2 separate regions of the Pelodiscus sinensis genome follow, and region 1 is linked to region 2. A link is a contact called in public Hi-C data. All regions are on one chromosome and are shown on one strand. The core of a region is the stretch at or near the end of the contact, and the rest is flanking DNA. Distances in the headings are between cores, read along the strand shown.

Region 1 (4,123 bases), core at 878-3,377, 180 kb before region 2:
GCCGTTCTTATGATTCCTGGGGGCACCTGGAGGCGGAGGATTAAACTCAACAGTGGGAGGGGACGGGGGCAGAAAGGACCCTTTAGTGGCCATTTGGTCACAGGGCAATTACCGCAGCCTCTTCCCCTGGGGCTGCGTGACTGACCTGCACCAGCTGGCCCCAAGAGGCCACTGAGCCAGTGGGCAGGCAGTGGGGCAGCAGCAGCCTGCCCGGCCCAAGAGCCTGGCTTTGGGGGAGTCTCCATCCTCACTCCCCCGCCCGGGCTCAGCCCTTCCCCTGGACCCCCCAGCTGCTGCCATCAGGCCAGGGCTCCACTGACCGCCTTCCCCCGCCCCCAGGGAGTGTGGCCCCATGGGGTGAGGGGAGCAGGGGAACCCGGGGCCAGGTGTTCCAGCGGAGAGAGGGGCGGCAGAACAAGGAGGGGGGAGCGGGTCGGGCAGGGGAAGCAGGAGGATCACAGCGGGGAGGGGGGGGCGCAAATCAGGTGGGGGATCCGGGGGGGGGGAGCAGCAGGATCCAATGGGAGCAAGTTGGGCAGATGGGGGGGGGGGGGGGTAGCGACCAGATCTCGGTCGGGAGGAGGGTTGATCGGGAGGATACTGTCGGGGGGGGGGGGGGGCAAGCGGATGCCGGGGGCAGGACAGATCGCGGGGGGAGCGGCCGGCAGGAGGATGCCGGGGGGGGGGGCAGATCGCGGTAGGGGGGTCGGGGGGGGCAGATCACGAGGGAGGGGCCGGCAGGAGGATGCCGGGGGGGGGGGCAGATCGCGAGGGAGGGTCGGGAGGATGCGGTGGGGGGGGGCAGATCGCGAGGGAGGGTCGGGAGGATGCCGGGGGGGGGCAGATCGCGGTGGGGGGGGGCAGATCGCGAGGGAGGGCCGGAAGGATGCCGGGGGCGGGGCAGATCGCGGTGGGGGGGGCAGATCGCGAGGGAGGGCCGGGAGGATGCCGGGGGGGGCAGATCACGGTGGGGGGCCCGAGGGGGCAGATCGCGAGGGAGGGTCGGGAGGATGCCGGGGGGGGCAGATCGCGGTGGGGGGGCCGAGGGGCAGATCGCGAGGGGGGGGCGGGAGGATGCCGGGGGGGGGCAGATCGCGGTGGGGGGGGCGGGAAGGCAGATCGCGAGGGGGGGCGGGAGGATGCCGGGGGGGGCGGGGAGGCAGATCGCGAGGGGGGGCGGGAGGACGCCGGGGGGGGGCAGATCGCGGTGGGGGGGGGGCAGATCGCGAGGGGGGGGCGGGAGGATGCCGGGGGGGGCAGATCGCGAGGGGGGGCGGGAGGATGCCGGGGGGGGCAGATCGCGGGGGGGGGGCAGATCGCGAGGGGGGGCGGGAGGATGCCGGGGGGGCAGATCGCGGTGGGGGGGCCGAGGGGGCAGATCGCGAGGGGGGGCGGGAGGATGCTGGGGGGGGCAGATCGCGGTGGGGGGGCCGAAGGGGCAGATCACGAGGGGGGGCGGGAGGATGCCGGGGGGGGGCAGATCGCGGTGGGGGGGGCAGATCGCGAGGGAGGGTCGGGAGGATGCCGGGGGGGGGGCAGATCGCGGTGGGGGGGGGCAGATCGCGAGGGGGGGGGCGGGAGGATGCCGGGGGGGGGGCAGATCGCGGTGGGGGGGGCAGATCGCGAGGGGGGGCGGGAGGATGCCGGGGGGGGCAGATCGCGGTGGGGGGGCCGAAGGGGCAGATCGCGGGGGGGGGGGCAGATCGCGGTGGGGGGGGCGGGAGGATGCCGGGGGGGGCAGATCGCGGTGGGGGGGGGCAGATCGCGGGGGGGGGGGCGGGAGGATGCCGGGGGGGGCAGATCGCGGGGGGGGGGCAGATCGCGGGGGGGGGGGGGGAGGATGCCGGGGGGGGCAGATCGCGGTGGGGGGGGGCAGATCGCGAGGGGGGGGGGCGGGAGGATGCCGGGGGGGGCAGATCGCGGTGGGGGGGGCCCACCTTGACGGTGACCTTGGGCCCCTTCTTGCGCTCGTCGGCGCGCGAGGCCGCCGGCAGCAGCAGCAGCAGCAGCGACCCGCCCAGCAGCGCCGCGGCCACCAGCAGCTTCATCCTCCTGCGCTCGCAGCCCGGCCACAGCGCCCGCCGCGCCGCCAGCATCCGGGCCCCGCTCCGCCCCGCGCCCCCCGCCAGTGGTACGGCCCGAGCCGCGCCCCCGCCGCCGCCCACCGAGCGGGGGAGGAGGGGGCGGAGCCGCGAGCCGCGCTGGCGCGTTCCATCGCGAGCGGAGGGGGGGCCCGGAGCCGGCTCCAGAGCCTGCCACGTTTCCAGCTGCTCATTGGGCCGCCTCCTGGCCAACGGGAAGTGGGCACGAGGGGTGGGAGCCTCGGCGCCCGCCGATTGGCCCGAGCGCCGGGACCAGACTACACCTCCCGGCGGGGGAGCGCGCGCCCGAGCCCGCCCGCGGGGCGGAGCAGCCAATAGCCGCGCGGAGAGCGCCGGAAGGCCCCGCCCCCGCTCCGCGAAGGGCCCAAACCAGGTGGGGGAAGGGGCGTGGCCCCGGCTGAGGCGAGTGGGAAAACCAGCGACGTGCTGCTTGGCCACGCGCTCGTCAGAGCGCGATACGGCTCCGCCCCCGGCTCCGCCCATAGCAGGGAGCCAGCGCGGGCACTGCGGCCTCGCGCTCCCCCAAGCATGGAACGCCAGCGCCGGCTTCCTCAGGGCGGGGGCGGGGGGAGGAAGCCCCTCCCCTCCCCTCCCCTCCCCTCCCGCGCTGGGAGCCAGCGGAAGCGAAGACTGGCTCCGTGCGCTGCCTTTTTTCTTCCCCGGGACACACTTCCGGGAAGGTTCCAGATGGAGCAGCGGGAGTCCATGTTACAGCGTGGAAGTAACACTCCTCCCCCCCCAACCCTGAGCCCCTGCCCTGGGTGCCTCCTAGGGCTGCCAGGTGTCCAGTATTCGCCCGGACAGTCCGGTACGTGCAGGCTCCGCCCGGTAAAACCCCCAGGAAATGCTGGACAGTGGAATGTTCGGTATTTCCTGTTTCCACCGGACGGAAGCCCGGCAACGACAATTTTCCCTGCCCTGTCTGGCGGGAGTGCGGCAGAGTCTAGTGAAGGGGGAGCAGGGGGGGACACTTGCCGGGCACCGGGCTGGGCTGGGGGGAGGAGCGCACACTGCTCTGGCCCACGTGACCAGCAGAGACCTGGCCCCGTGATGCCTCCCTCATCACCAGATGTGGCCAACTCACAGCTCACGTGTGGCTCTTCCCCCCCCAAGTGCATCTCATGAAGCTCCTCCTGCACACGCATTCCCCCCCCCCCCCCCCCCCCCGCCAATGGCTCCCGGTGCTTACCGGTTGGAGCTGGAGGGTTTTAAAAATGGTGCCCAAGATGGTGGCCATTCTGGGGCATCTTTTTTTCTGCTTGACAACTTCTCCCCCTTTTTTCCCCTTTGACGGAATTTTTCCCTTTTTGGGGGGGGGTTTGGGGTTTTTTTAAACTATCTGGTAATCCTACTTATACCCCCACATCTCCAGCCATAACACTCCTGCACCCCAACCCTGAGCCCATCATCCACCTGACCCTCCCCCCCCCCCCATGCACCTCATATCCCCACATCTGAGTACCCAGCCATAACACTCCTGCACCACCCACACACCTCAGCCCTGTGTCCTGAGCCCATCATACACCTGAGCGGCCCTGGTCTGAGCCCATCATACTCTCACATCCTCAGGCCCCTGCCATAATACTCCTGCTTCCCCCCCACACCTCAACGTTGAGGCCCTTACCCCAATCCAGAATCCTGCACCCTCACATCCCCAGGCCCCTGCTATAAGGTTGACAGAAGACAGCCTGAATGCCTGCATGAAGCTAGATATGACCAGTTATGTAAACTTCAAAGAAATGTGTGAAAAGATGCAGCAGCAGGAGTCCCATTAGATAAAGTCTGGGAGTACAATGATTCATTTATGCTATGATTAATCATGTCAGTTATCAATAATATTAAGTTGTATATTTTCAGTCATGTAAATGGGCATTCTTATATAGCTTTGTTGACCACTTGTTCTGAATTTTGATGTAGTTTGGCTTAGGAATGTAATAGTATAGTCGATTAACCGATAAGCAAAAGTGTATAAGTTAATGCTATAGACTACACACATTTCCCTCCCCCCAGCAGTAATTTTT
Region 2 (4,103 bases), core at 1,398-3,897:
TACAGATTAAGCATGTTCACAGCAAAGACTAACTGCTACTTGATCTGTTTTCAGTTGCCTCTGGAAGTCAGTGGATTCAAAGGTCATGTTTTTATATAACGAGATTAGTAGCCTTTACAGATTAATTCACAAAGAGTTGAATGCACTCCTATTAAAAGGTGCCATTAACTGCTAGACTTTACTTTTCGGAAGACATGATCTTAATCTTTCAGGGACTATATGCTCCTTGAACAGTGAGCAATTTTTACCTTTTACAACAACAAGGAAGTTCCAAACATACTACAGTTACCAGTATGTTGAAAGTTGCCCTTCTTTGATATTCTACACAGGCATAGCTCCAGAATAAGACTGAACAGGGGTCAGTTTTCATTTACAGTAAAATCTTAGCGCGAACACAAGCAGTTAAACACACCCCTTATTTGGAACCTGAAGCACACAATTAAACAGCAGCAGAAAAAAAGTAAATACAATAAAGTACTGTAGCACTGTGTTAAATGTAAACTACTTTGGTTGGAGTAGTTCTCCATCTGCCCCAGGCAGGAGGCTGCTCCAGCTCTTCAGAGCCTGCCAGAGCAGCCCCTGTTCGTGGGGGGCCGGGCTGCCCCCTCTCCCCAGCAGCCAGCTGCAGAGTAGAGATGTGAAAGTGTAACCATTTACACAGTTAACTGATGAACCTGGGCTCACTGGTTAATATACAAGGTTACAAACAGCCTCCCCCCTAAACACATGCATAAACTGCCTCCTCTGTATCAGCATTTAAATGATGGGGAAAGAGCAGGGGAGCCAATTCTTAAGTCTAATATCTCTACTGTATTTTGTAGAAATTTGTGGAGGTGTTCAACTATACCACAACACCAAACCTACATCAGTAATATGTCATGTTTGCTTCTTTCACAGCCATCCTCAGGCTATTTCCTGTTCTGTCCCCTATGCAGTGACATGTTTAATGCATTCCCATCTCCAAAGCCAAGGCTACTAAAGAAGTCACTCAAGAAAGAGACTATTTTACCTAGGGAAAATAGTTGATGTAGAAGAACCATCACCTTCTTGCTTTCAAAATAAACCATTCTGCAATTTGTTTTGAGCCAAAGAGCAACAATCTAAGCCTTTAACAGAGTTAGATATTAAAGCCATTGAGGCACTCTCTAGTCTTTTGACTGATTAGGTATACAGGAGTAACAGACTGGCTCACTTCAGTGATCTTTGCCTGTAACAAATGGTCATTAAACAGAAGAGTGCCCCAGAACTGCAGGCTGCATCAGGCAATATATTGAGAAGATATCTATCTTACGATAGCCTCTGTGTTTCTTCTAACAGAAAAGAGAACTTTTGCATTTCTTTCTGAATTAGAGGTTTGTTTCTTCTGGAAAGTGTCACACAGGCACAGAGATGAGGTAGAGTGTGGGGAGAAGTCATGCCAATCTTTAATGCCATAGTATTCAGTTGAGAACTAAAATTAAGAGATATTATTTGATTTTATAATTTCTTCTCCATAACCAACAAAAATGGATGCTTACTTCTTAGTTAGTCTTCCTATTCCGCTGCTTCCTGCCTCTTCATCATCAGGCATCTGGTTCTCTTTCTCTGACTCTCTTGAGGACTGCCTGAAGAATTCACCAATGCCTTTTTGCCAAGTGGGTGTTGGTCTCACACACACAGGATTTCCACCAGCATATTTGCTTTCAACTACAAAATAAATTAGTTTATCAAGCTAGCCGTGTAGCCACAGTCTCAGCTACCCTTGATAGGTCTCCTACCTCAGTGAGAAACCAAAATACATAGCTCATCACTAGCAAATACCGCAACACCTTACTTACTGCAGTGGTTTTCAAACTATGGGTGGAGGAATGTCAGGCACTGAGTCTTGCTCCAGGGTGATCAGGTGACCAGTGGGGGTGCTAAGTCAGGCTACCTGCCTGCCCCCGCATCAGACTACGCTGTGCCCCGACAGCAGCCGCCAACAGACCTGCTCCAAGTTGGGGGGTGAGATTGCACACAAGGCTCAGTGCACTGCCCCGGCCCCCAGACCTGCCACACTCCCAACTAGCTAGAAACCCGCTGCTGGCTGCTTCGGGGGGCAGCATGGTCCGCGGTGCCGGCACGGGCAGGAAACCGCCTCAGCGCCCCCGCCTGCACTGGGAGCCCCCCGCCGCGAGCCCCTCCTAGCCCCCCGCCAACAGCCCAAAGCTCCTCCTCGGCCCACGTTGGTCCGCTGGCCGCAGCAAGCCCGGTCTCGAGCGGGGTCAGCAGGGGAGCGCTGAGCCGCAGCTCCGGGCCAGCCTGGCCGCCCCGCCGCTCCTCCCGGCCGGGGAGCGAGCCCGCCCCGCGCTCACCTTTCTTGGCGGGCGGCGAAGGGCCCGCGTTGGCGCTGCTGGAGCCCAGCGCTTTCCGGGGAGCCCGGGCGGCGACCACTGCAAGGGGAGGAAGCGGTTAGTGCCGGCGAGAGCCCCGACCCCCCCGGCGCCCCCCGCCCGCGCGCGCGCGCACCTTTCCGGTAGGCCCCGCCGGCCCCGCCGTCCGCCTTGGTGCGCACCATGCCCGGAGCTCGGCCCGCGCGCTGCCTGCCGCGCCCAGAGCGGGAAAGAGCCCGCGCTCGCGCCCCCTCCGCCACCACACAGCTTTTCCCGCGCGCGCTCCGCGGCGTGCTCCGATTGGCCGGGAGGCGGGGCCCGAGCCGACCACTCCGCGGTTTGCACGGCAGGCGTGGGCGGGGACTCGCCCTGGCCCCGCCTCCTCATCCCTGCTGAAGCGGGAGCAGCCGCGGCTGGGACAAGCTGACAGCTCGCCCGGCCCCTCCCCGGCTCCGCGGAGCTCGCGCCTGCTGCGCGCCCAGCTGCTGGTGTGCGCCCACTGCTGGCGGCTGCATGGGGGGGTCTCTAGCGCCAGGGGTGCTGGAACAAGCTACGCAGTGGGGGTGATGAGAACCACTGACCGAAGTGTTGATCTTGCTTCTGATGGAACCAATTCAAGCCCCCGCTGTCTAGAGGCTGTCCACTAGACCCCATGGGGGGCTTTGACCAGAATATCTATTGCACAACAGTTTCCCCCACGGACATCCCATTCCAGAATAAAGTCATTCTGTGCCAGTCATTCGTATTGCCAAGCAGGAAGTCCGCACAGGGAGCCGTCGGGGAACAGCTGTTACCAAACAGCTTATTCTACAATAGCTATGCTAGTCAATCTCCCCATATGGACAAGCCCTAGCAGAAAGGCAGCCTGTGCAAAGGCAACCTTCTGGAGATAAATCAATCGAGTGGTGCCCGGTTGAATCTTGTAAACTGACTTAAATAATAGCATTAGCGAAGTGTGGTGGAGGATCTGCTGCTGCCCTGTAATAACTTAATAATGCACATTAGTCTAATTATGGGGATATTTACTCTAAGTATATTGGGTTAGCTCAACAGAGGGCTGTCTGAGGATTTTTGCTACATGGCTAGTTTTCACTAGGATGGATGGATGCCCACCAACTACAAGAGAACAAAGAACTGAAGCTGGGCTTAAAGAGGAACGCTATGAGGAGGTGAAGCAAAATGCAGGACAATGTAGCACTTTAAAGACTAACAAGATGGTTTATTAGATGATGAGCTTTCGTGGGCCAGACCCACTTGAGACAATGGGATGGGGGAAGAGGAACCTATCAGGCTAGACACTCCATGGAAGCTGCAGGGGTTGTCTGGAGAAGATAGGTCTCCTCCCTAGGTCATTGTGCACAGCTGGTAGAGCTTCAGTAAGATGTACATAGGTGGAGATTTTAAAGCAATAAAAAAAACATTTTCTGTGCTGTTTCCTGTTGCTAAACAAATACTACGTGTGGTTTAAACAAAGCAGCCTTGTGTTTTGTCACAGTCTACCACATAAGGGAAGAAGTCAGTTGGATTTGCCGAGTTATAGTTAGTACACAGGGTGCTGCAGTCCAGATCCTGGTCTAAAATTGCGAAATTCTCCTCCAGGAGAGGTGAAGGCATTGGGCCTGGCCCAGTAGGGATGCACTTGCAGAGAGCTTAGGGGAGGCAGAGATGCAGCTATCTCTGTAACCTTTATAGGTGTGAACTGCCAGTACCAGCCTCTTTTCAGTGGGGTGGGGAGCTAAGATAGGTTAGACT

Evidence for each region. Hi-C and Micro-C count contacts between places; a contact is called where the count stands out from the background.
Region 1: a Hi-C map of blood shows a contact between it and region 2, with 4 times the contacts expected there. The contact joins the promoter of PPIB here to the promoter of PCLAF in region 2. A contact is called at or near these places in 2 of 5 Hi-C or Micro-C datasets (blood and an unstated tissue).

Annotation. Positions count from the first base shown.
Region 1 is chr14:36,757,845-36,761,967 of ASM4963464v1, reverse strand. It overlaps PPIB (peptidylprolyl isomerase B), which reads right to left and starts at 2,127. Exons shown (of 5, transcript XM_075897487.1): 1 at 1,938-2,127. The coding sequence starts at 2,096. It overlaps LOC142818347 (a long non-coding RNA gene), which reads left to right and starts at 2,515. Exons shown (of 2, transcript XR_012895814.1): 1 at 2,515-2,910.
Region 2 is chr14:36,574,165-36,578,267 of ASM4963464v1, reverse strand. PCLAF (PCNA clamp associated factor) reads right to left here and starts at 2,647. Exons shown (of 4, transcript XM_075897489.1): 1 at 2,488-2,647; 2 at 2,334-2,411; 3 at 1,518-1,686. The coding sequence starts at 2,536.